2 separate regions of the Oryzias latipes genome follow, and region 2 is linked to region 1. The links are chromatin contacts, called in public Hi-C maps. All regions are on one chromosome and are shown on one strand. Each heading gives the region's core, a stretch centred on a gene start, on an enhancer-like site or on the middle of the called end of the contact. The rest is flanking DNA. Distances are from core to core; before and after follow the strand shown.

Region 1 (5,486 bases), core at 1,752-4,251:
ACCATTTATGTGTGATGTCACACTCACTCCTCCAGTTCTCATAAACAGCCAATGCTTTCAATTCATAAACCTCTTAAATTCCCACAAAATTCCAACTTCTTACCCTGCCTCGTCCCACTGTTGCCTGGCAACCCTTCTCTCCCCCTTTATTCATTTCTTCTTCCCGTTTTCTACTCCTGCTGTTTAGTCGTTTTTTTATCCAGCCTGCTTGTCTAAATTTAACAGCATTTTCTTTCACAGACGTGATGAATTTTTTACTGAAAGTCAAACCAAAGTGTTTCAGTTTAGCTGCAACTTCTGGCTGTTAAAGATCTGAACCCAACAGATTCCCTATTGCATCACTGAAGACGTTATTTTTTAATCAGGTCAGCCGTATTCTTTAAGCTTTTTTATTTCTTTTACAGAAGGAACAAATCTGTGGAGTCTGCTGTTTACTGCCACTCCTAAAAGTTTCACTTTAGTAGCCGTGAAGGTGTGACACTCATCTCTAGAATGTGTTTCCTGGGTGGAATGTCCGAGTCTTTGCGTTACAGCAGCTCAGATGAGGGGTTCTGATAAAAGCGTCTGGACCTCATGAGTCTGCTGCAGAGCTGCAGCCGTCGTCTCTGGAGAAATAAGAGCTTCAGCTGTGTGCAGGGAAGAGACCAAACTGGAAATGTGATCTCTGCTGTCGGCTACAGCCCACAGAGTTTGTGAAAACTGATCAGTGGCGGTTACAAGTTTTAATGTTCTCCAATAAAGTTCTGGAGATGAAAGGCGGGCGCCCCACCATTTCAGAGCGACCTCACCTCCAAACCACGGAGCTGCAGGATTCACGTCGTCTTTTCTCACAATAATAAACTCCCTCCTTTTTTCCTTCTCATCTCTTAACTTCCCTTTGCCCAGTGGGTTTCCACAGAAACAATTACTTCTCCAGCTGTGCTGCTGTGTGTTTGTGTGTGGGGGGTCTGGATGTGTGGTTCTGCTGCGGTTTCGCCTCTTTATCTCGTTGGAGTAGTTTGAATGAACGGCTGGATCCGCCTGCAGGCAGAAAAAACGTGTTTTCCTTTCATCTGGATGGAAAGAACAGGGAAAATGTTCGTTCTGGTCACACAGCATCCAATAAAGTTCTCTTGGGGGGCTCTCACTGGAGTGCACGTCACATGCACTAAGCTTGATAGGAGCCAAACCATATGTGTGCTGTCACTGTTCACTTCTAACGAAGATCAAAGTTCTGTTGAGTTAAATCAGCTGTGAAAAGGACTAGAGCAGGGCTGTAAAAAAAAAAAATGCTGTTTTCCATATGTCAAATGTCACCTTAAGGTAGGGGGGGCTTGAATGAGCTCAGGAGGACATCCTGTCAAGGTCAACTGTCCTTCAAGGGTCTCCTAAGGCAAACTGGTCCTGGTACAGACAAACGGAGATTCACAAGAACCTTATGGAGGTAACATCAGGTCCTGGCCTTCCCTGAGCTGGGGTCACCATGGCTCCACCCGGAGGCCGGGCCTTAGGGGGGGGCTGGTCAGCAACACCTGGTGACCACATGACCTGTAGGGTTCATGGGTTTGCCTTCCTGCAGGCTCACTCCCCGCACGAGGAGCCAAATTCTCGGAGACCAAATCTGGCTTTTGAGATGTGGAATCTCCTCCTTCTGGTCAAGAAGCAACATTAACTTGTCGAAGAGGTTGGGAGAGGGTCTATTTGTGCTTCAGGGGGATGTTTAGGTGGTTCCTGTAAGTCCACATGATACTTGAAGGAAGTGGCGTTCCAAAAACAGTTGCTTTGAATCTTCAGTCCTGGACATCAGTGACATGAATGATGTTAAAAATCAAAATGAAGCTTTTTTTCCTCTGAAATGAACCAAATCTCACCATCAGCTCTGAGACCAGAGGTCCCCTTCATCATTCTGCCTCTACTGAACTCCTCCTGAGGGGTCACGTGCCCCTTCCTCTTGCTGCACATGAACAGCTGAAGGCCTCATGGCCCCCGAAGGCCTCGTTGAGCCCCAGAGTGACGGCTTTGTACTTGTCTGTGTCTTCTCGTCTTTTGGGTTCTTTTCGTTTGTGTCTGCTTTTCCCTCATTTTCTTTTTCTTTCTTTTCAAGTTGTATTTTTTTTAACTCCCCAGCTCTGTGGGGGCTCTTCTTATGCTGTTTTTTTTATCCATGTCAGCCAGCTGGAAGTCCATTGAGCAGCATCAGGTCTGGACCAGAAAGTCCACAGAGGGCAGGAGGCCTCTTTCCAATCTGCCAAACTGTATCTAAACTTCCCCTCTGTCAGGATCTGATTGTTGCCTAAAGACCTTTTTTTCTGGACCCTTACCAGAAATTCTGTGACCTTTCTTTGACATTTCAACCTTTTCTCCCACACGGGGTCCGACTGGTTGACAGGAAACAACGTCTTCCACTGCAGCATTTCCAGCACAGACGTAGATCCAATGGTGTCAGCAAGGATCAGTGCACCGCCTGCTATCCAGACATGATTGAGCATCTTAAAGCTGCCTGTAGGCACGGCCAGCCCTGATGCCCACCTTACCCTCCTGTCGGCTCACTCCACTTTGATCCATTCTGAGAAGGACCTGCTGCAGAATCCATGGAGAATTCTTTCCTTCAGGAGAATTCATGGATCCATGTCTGGATTTTATTCAGATAAATCTGTAAGGTTACCATAAAGAGGAGGGGGGGGCGTCAATGGTCGTCAGGTGGGGCACAAAACCTGTAAAAGTGTCTGTGGCTCTGCATCTCAGACTCTGAGCCCCAGCAGAAACATGGCAGGATTTAATGCTGCACACTCAAAGCAGCTTTCCTCTCATTATTCATGAGGCACAAAGTGGCAGCAGCTAAAAAGGGGGGGGGGGGGGTCGGCAAACTGAGGGGGGCAGACACGATGAGACGGAGCGAGGCCATCCCTTTGTTAGGAGCCACAGCCGCAACAATTTACATGAGAGCCAGGCCTCCTGGCTGCTGATTGGTTCAGAGAGTCGCTCGCCTTGCCGCACCTCCAGCCCCTCCCTGCCTCCCTCGCCTCACCGCAGCCAATCAGGAGGTCACACACACGCAGGGGGGGGCTCCTCCAGAAGGAGCTCCTCGATGAGTGAGAGTGTGTGAATGTTTTGACGGCAGAATAAGTGATGAGCTGTGGGCCAGCGGGTGTGTGGAGGGACTGCGCCCCCTGCTGGAGCTGCAGTGAAACCACCACACACGCTGCAAGTCTGTACAGCAGATGAGCAGAGCGACCGCCGATGCTCTGATCACACCTCTGCTCTCTTCAGCAAGCCTCTGCAGAAGCCACAAGACTGTTTCCAGTTTCACTAGTGTGTTTCACCCATACATACACATCCCAGTTTAACCCAACAACATCTAAATAACACACACTCTTAGACACAACGGACCGTTTACCCCAGTGGTTTCCAAGCTTTTCCAGGTCACAGACCAGTTTAATGCATGTACCAGACTAAAGTGAGCGTGAAGTGAACTTTCCAAATATGTTTGTTTTTTGTCAACTTTGCCAGCTTGGAGGTTTCAGTTTAGCGGTTGCTGCAGCCGCTTTAAGAATGTAATGGATGGATTTTCCACACGTGACCGAGCGACTTGACATGCGTCAAAAACGAGTCAGACGCGGTGGAGAGAATCCAGCAATTTTTCAAAATAAAACTTCCTTTATAGACAGGTTACATTTAAAATAAATTTAATTCATGTTTTTTTTCCTCTCTGCGACCCGGTACCAGTTGTCCTTCGGTTCGGATCGGAACCACTGGTTTACCCGATCAATGGGAATCGGCTGATTCTGTCGTGGAGAATCATCTAAGAATCAGCTTTTAAAAGCAGTAAACAGACGGTTTGTGAAGCTGTCTTCGTATGAAGGTAAAAATGCTCTAAAAAGAACGCACTTGTAGATTTGATTTGAGAACTTGTAATCTAGAATGTGAGACTTGTGCATCAGATTTTTACACACAGATGCAGATTGCATCTGTGTGTAAAAAATCTTCTGCTGTGAACTGACAAATTTCCATTTGCATGAGTTCATTTAGTTACAACTTCAAATCTGTGATTACAACTGCTCAAATGTGCTTCTGCGTGTGCTCGACTCTGCTGGCGTAAATCATAAGTGCGCTACAACTACTCTCTGAATTCTGACATTCCTTGCGAGAAACTTGTGTCAAAATTGATCTGTGTCCGAAAATGGAACGGGGGGGTTAGAGGAGGCGGAGTCGACCGATCAGAGTGCAGGATTCAGAGGACTTGGGGAAAGTTAGAAAGGTCTTCACAGATTCGGACTTCCTGCTTCAATAACTCTTCTGATAAACGTTCAAATGTGACAGCAAGTATCTCAGTCATTTTGTATTAACACAGAGAGTGAACTACAAATGCATTTCTAAAGAAAAAAGTCAGTTTTTTCCTGCATTTTAATGAGAAATGATCTCTTCGTGCTTAAATGCAGACTTGTAGCGAGACGGCTGCGGACGGACCGTCAACAGGAAGATCATCTTTGTTGTAGCAGGACAACAGGGCCAGTGGTATTGAGTAGCTTTATTATAAAATCATATGTATTAACATTTGAAAACAATATATTAGATTAGATCAACGCGTTCCCCGCGGCTGTGGCGGACCACATTTCTCGCAATGAATGTGTCCGAATTCAGAGCACAGTTGTAGCGCACTTGTGATTTGAGCTAGCAGAGTCGAGCACACACAGAAGCACATTTGAGCAGTTGTAATCACAGATTTGAAGTTGTAACTCTAAATGAACTCATGCAAATGGAAATTTGTCAGTTCACAGCAGAAGATTTTTACACACAGATGCAGATTTTTGATGCACAAGTTTTCACATTCTACATTACAAGTTCTCAAATCAAATCTACAAGCGCGTTCTTTTTGGAGCATTTTTACCTTCATATCTTCGTCCCTCTGAAGTCCACTGTCTCCTCCTCTGTCTTGGAGATGTTGAGGACCAGGTTCTACTGTTCACACCACCCTCCCAGCTTCTGGACTCCTCTGTCTTGACGTCACCAAACATGGCATCACAGATCCACATGGTGTAGAGCAAGGGAGTCAGTGCACAGCCCTGTGCAGAGCTGAGGCCTGGTTGGACAGAAAAGCACCCTGACAGAAAAGCAGCTTTTCTGTCAGGGTGTTGAAGGCAGAGCTAAGGTCAACAGGGGGGGTAGCGTGCCTGCGGTTCTGGGTGGGGATCGTGATGTGGAACCCTGTGGAGATGGCGTTCCCTCTCAGTCTGTTAGCTATAGAAGGGGGAAGTGCAGTGGATGGAATGTGGGTGAGAAGCAGGACGTGACGTGACATCGGACCTCAGGTGTCAGACCAACCAGTCGTTCAGATTGCTGATGCTAGTGTTTTTTGGCAGTGGCACAGTTGAGATTTACCTCTGTCTGAGACGATAAAGAACTGGAACAGTGAATCATTAAATGGGGTGGTGGGCTGTGGTCCAGAGGTAGAGGGGTCAACCTCCGATGGTAAACGCCATTTAGAAATTTTAAATATCCTGGTAAAG
Region 2 (5,486 bases), core at 1,607-4,106, 200 kb before region 1:
CTTTATTTAATTTCTTTTGTAGAAATGCAGGTGAAAACATAGAAGCAGCAGAACTCCACTGTGTTTTTCTCTGCAGAATGCATGAAGCTGAATGTAGAAAACATACAACTCCATCATTCATTAAGTCTGACTCACTGAAATGAACAGATTTCATATTTCAAGTTCAAAACAGAGGACTAACTGTTTGTCTTCACTTCTAAAGATGAAAATCGTTGAAGGAGATTTTACCGTAAACATCTGAAGCAAATGTGTTTCAAATGTAAAACTTTGAAATGCTCAAAAGGTTGTTTTTAAAGGTTTTACTAATATTTTTCAAACCCAGACTAGCTTGTCTGGACTGGTGCAACCCCACTCTCCTTTAAACATCCTCAAACATCTTTTGCTGTCGTTCCAATAAACTATATGCAGACAAATGTTCGGAGGATGGTGGTTTATGTATGAGCCTCTGTAGTGGTCCATATATTTTCCGTCCTAAAGCTAACTCTGCAGGGATCTTCCCAGTGGTCTCTTGTTGGGCAGTATAAACAGCATTACAGAATTCAGAGGAGTCGGTGCCTCACCAGCCATCAACCTCACCGCACGTCACTGGGCGAGGGCAGGTAGCGCCTGTTTACAACTCGGCTTTAATTTACATTTCTTTTGTCTTCTTTCTCGTTTTTTGGTTTGTTTTCTTTTTCCAAACCATTAGCAGTTTGTCGCTGAAAATAAATAAACTCGTTGGTAAAAAAAAACAAAAACAAACTTCATCTTTGTAAAACATCACTCAGTGATCAGGAACAGTCTCATTAGAGCGCGAGGTCCACGCGCGCGCGAGGATCAATTCCCACGCTGACAGAGCCGCTGCAGTTTGGGGCAGTCACCAGCAGAGGGCAGTGGTAACATGCCCCGCGAGTGACCTGAGTCACACACGGGGCAGGAGGTGAGCACGCGCACGCCGGCCCCAGCCTTAGCCTCTGACTGGACAGATGGAATTTGACAGTCAAAGAGAGAGTCGGACAGGAGGCTCACGGGCACGCGCACACACGGAGCTTCCTCAGGTGAAATGAAGTCCTCAAATTCCCGCGTGGACGTTTGCGGAAGAAAGCACCACCGCGGTCAAAGTGAAGACTTTCACTCTGGGGAGTCAATAGAAACTGTTCTGGGATTTGCGAGCATGTGCACGTGCGTGTGCGCGCTCTGCTGCAGCGCTGCATCATCAGGGAAAAGCTGCGTGAAAAATGCAGCAGATTCTTTGTTCCACGTTCAGCTGACGTCAGCGTGAGAGTGCGCACGAGCTCCTCTCTGATCCCAAAAACACGCAGGCACGCGGGCTGCAGCCGAAGCCTCAGTCTGCAACAACAGAGGAGGAGGAATGGAGTTTAGAAGAAGTTAAGTTAACGCAAATGACAAACAAACAGCGAGGAGGAGAAAATCAACAAAACAACTGAATGCAATAGAAACTAGAATGAAATGAACCAAAAGTCTGCAGGACTCGATTAACAGCAACAGTTTTTAGCTTCTTCGTTTGGGCAAAATAGAAAATAATCGCCAGGTAACCGGAAGTTGGCATCTTTTTTTCTTCAAAATAATCGTTTTTTTCTTTCCTATTTATTCTTATTTTTTTTAAATATAAAATTTTTTTTTGGTTAAACATATTTCCCACAGCAGCAGCTTGAAGTTTTTATGATGACATCATAGCAGCTCTCATCCTCACACACGCTCATAACGTTTTCATAGAGTTGTTTGATTTAATTTTTAAGTCTGAAGATAATTTATTAATGCATTTTATTAATATTCTATTTGGATAGCACTTCTTATTTTTCAAAAGCAACATTTATTGTCTAGCAGTTACAAATTCAAAAAGGTCAAACAGGAACAAACCTTTTTCTCCAACACAGTTTTGAATGTAATTGTTCAATAGTGAAAATAATAGCTTAAAGTCTGCAACATTTGTCTTTCTTAGAGCCCTTTAAATCATCCATCTGCGTTTATGATAAACACACTGCAGGCTGAAACCACAGCAGAACCTCACACTGCAATACCAACAGCTGCCAGGAGAAGCAGGTTGGAAAGCTTTAACCAGAAAGACTTTCACGGTCATTTTTAGGGGTTTTAATCATTTTTGTCATTTAAAAAACAGACTACTGTAGATAATATAAACATGAATCCCAATGTTTTAATCTGATCTATCTCTTACCCAAATATGGTCATTTTCAGTCCCAGAAAATCTCTCTGTAGGCCTTTATTCTCCATTTTTAATGTAAACTCTTTTCAAAACCATTAACACTAAGCATCTTTATTTCGTGAAATTGTTTAAAAACATATTAATTGTGTTTGCAATAAAAAAATTAAAAAGAGACACAGGAAAATGGTCATGAGCCATTCACACAAATTCTGACCAAAAATAAATGCTCCTCTAATCTGTATATTTATGGTTAAAAACATCAAATCAGCAAAAAATGGCGTGAGGGTTGGAATGACTTTTTTCTTGAATCCTGAAAAAAATGATAATCTTGAATTTTCTTGGTACATTTTAAAAATAACAATAGCAATAGCAAAAAAAATAAAATAAAATAAATATATATATATATATATATATATATATATATATATATATATATATATATATATATATATATATATATATATATATATATATATATACTGCAGAAAAGTATCCAAATTCATATTTTAAACTATAGAGTCACAGAATAATATACATCAGTATAGTTGATTTTACAAAATAAATAAGATTCTTTTTCATCTTTTTGACATTTTTAAATCTGAAGATCAAATTTGAAAATATTGATGACGGATGGTGGGAGGGGCCTTCTCCCTCTCCCTTTCTCTCTCTTTCCCTCACTCCTTTTTCCGTCCGCGCGCCAAAGAGGCTCTGAGAGCTCAGCGCGCGCGGCGGTCAGCAAGAGGAACGGCGCGAAGAAACAAACCAAAGGAGTGAAGGAGGAAGAGGAGAAGCCGGAGGCACGCGGACAACTGTCTCGTGTTGGATGTAGCAGTTTGCGCGTGCGTGTGCGCGCGGCACGCGCTTTGCGGCTGTCCAACTCTGTGGGTCCGTGCGCGCGTGAGCGGAGGATGGGAGGAAGCTGCTCCTTCAGATGCCTCGCGCTCTTCTTGGCTTTTCACATAGGTAAGTCACGGATTCGGGCGCGTGCACAGCAGGATACATTTTTATTCCAAATTTGAGCATAGATCTTTTTTTTAAATCAAATATTCGTTATCTTTCGTTGCATTTAGTATTTTTTCGTTTATTGCTCGGCGGCCGGAAGTATTTTAAACTATTTATATATGTTTTTAATTTACGGGAATATTTTTAGTAGTTTGGGGTTTAAAGCAGCAGCAGCTTGTAAGAACAGAACTCCGCTTCATACTGAGGGTGCGCGTGTGTGCGCGTTAACGAGGGGAATACCCCCACCCCCTCATTGTCCCAAACAGGAAAAAAACTGCAGATTCAAATGATTCTACATTAAAACTGTGAGTTTTAAAGTTTAAAAATAATATAAACCAGAATCAGAACAATGTCTCTGATTTTTTAGCAAAGAAAATAATCAATCAGATTTGTGTTTTAATAATAAAGGCCGCAGAGTTCATTTAAATTAAATCTCGTGCTTGTAAGCGCGCGCGGAGCTTTCGCCGCAGTGCGCGCGGCGCAGTAGCAGAATGCCGCACGCGCCGCCTCGTATTGAAAACGAAACGAAAATCTTCCAAAAGAACAAAATTCTACATCACACCTTTCTTTTGTTTTCCAGACAATTGGCGATTGAGGGACGGGTGCAATATTATCGCGCGTGCAGGACATGGTATCTTTCTTTCTTTCATTAGACCTTCTTTTACTAAAATGTGTACGCGCGCTTAAGCTGCGTGCGCCGTTGTGTCGAAGTCCCATGCTGCATTCATCAGGAAAATTCTCCCGGGATGCGGCTAATTGCTGGAGCCTGCTCTTCCTTCATTTGTTCTTTTCTGCGGCTTCGTTGCATAACGAGGCTTTGTGCGCGTGCCTGTGCGCGCGTGAGGGCCTCTGCTTTGGTTTTTTATTTCTTTGAAAGTGTAAAGAAAAGGTCACGGAGGCGCCGGCGCTGTGGCTTTCGGCTCGCGCACGCTTCAAACGCCTGTGCACGCGTCTCACCTGATTCGTTTTTTCTGTGCAGATGAAAGTTTGCATTTCCCGCACGTTGATTGGCTGCGTGTTCGCACGCAGCCGCTTTACCTTCCGAACAAAATAAATGAAATAAATAAATGTGCCTTTAGGTTCGCGGGCGCGTGTAGATTTTTCATGCAGGGGATAGGGCCTCGCGCGTGGCAGGTGGGTGTGCCCGCGCGGAGTCCCGCACACGGATTTGGCATCCTCTCTACACGCATCATCATGCGCGTGCGCGTGGGTGAATGAGTGCACGAAAAAACCCCAAAGAAAAAGTGAATGAAAAGAGGAAAAACGAAGAAAATGACAGACAGTAGCTTCAAAAAATAAGCACAGTTAAAAAATTCACCTGCAGTGGAATAAAATGTAAAAATGAGAACATTTACAAAAACGAAGCTTCAAGTAATACAAATAAAACAACAACATACGTTTTATTGTGCAAAGATAAATGTATATTTAAATAGAAGAAGTGGAAATGCTTCAGAAAATAGTGTTTTTGTTTCCTGCTTTTATTTAAAGCATTTAAAGCATTCAGATATGAAGGGAGGGATTTTTCACGCGGCGCGCGTGCGGCCGGTTTGTAAAGTGATGTAATGCCTTCATTGTACAGTGAAGGAGGAGGAAGAGGAGGAGGAGCCTCACTCCTTCAGCCATTCAGTCCAAACGAGCTCATGAAAACAAAAACAAATTCTACATTTGTAAATAGATTTTCTGACAATTTAAAGATACTTCTTTTAAAAATATTCAATTAAAAAAATTCAACTTTTTTATAATTTCATGTTTTTTATTCTTCTTTTTATTATAAAATCAGATTCAGTCGGAAATCTTTTTTTAATGAAACACATGGATTTCCGCCACTGAATTTCTGCTGCTTTTTATTGGACAATTTTAGTTAAGAATAAATGAAGCTTTGATGATTTTTTCTTATATTTGGACGGACAAACTTCTGCTTGAAGGTTTGGATTTTCTTTCATTTTATAAGATCTGATTTTATCAGATCATGAGGCCACAAATTAAAAAAACGGAACCTCTTACTGATCCAAATGAAAATCCGATTAAATATAAGAAAAGCCATTTTAAGAGGTGTGATGAACAGGAAAATCAAAATGTCTTGCAGTAGTTGTTGTGTGACCATCAGATGTGAAAAATCCCAGATGTTCTGTTTATTTTATTTGTTATTTGGTTACAGTTATGATGCTTTTAATCTCAGAGCTTTTATTTTGTTTTTAAACACAGAGCAACAATTTTATTTCTTTTTAAAAAGTCTTTTGACAGAAGTCCTCACCCTAATGTCTGATGTAAATCCAGATTTTAGCAGAACAGTAAAAATCTGCTCTACATTTTTATTTCG

The links. Hi-C and Micro-C count contacts between places; a contact is called where the count stands out from the background.
Region 2: a contact with region 1 is called in a Hi-C map of embryo, with 2.2 times the contacts expected there. The contact joins the promoter of nrn1 here to the enhancer-like site in region 1. A contact is called at or near these places in 3 of 5 Hi-C or Micro-C datasets (embryo and gastrula embryo).

What each region holds. Positions count from the first base shown.
Region 1 is chr20:3,803,641-3,809,126 of ASM223467v1, reverse strand. The region is part of intron 2 of lyrm4 (LYR motif-containing protein 4); the gene reads left to right. Among protein-coding and RNA genes, the nearest start is that of ppp1r3g, 19 kb to the right of the region's middle. Within about 2 kb of position 3,001, at least 2 of the 8 cell types and tissues checked have an H3K27ac peak or open chromatin away from gene starts, as enhancers often do. A contact at or near this core is called in embryo, where this site is marked.
Region 2 is chr20:4,004,201-4,009,686 of ASM223467v1, reverse strand. nrn1 (neuritin) reads left to right here and starts at 2,856. Exons shown (of 3, transcript XM_011488681.3): 1 at 2,856-3,127. The coding sequence starts at 3,073.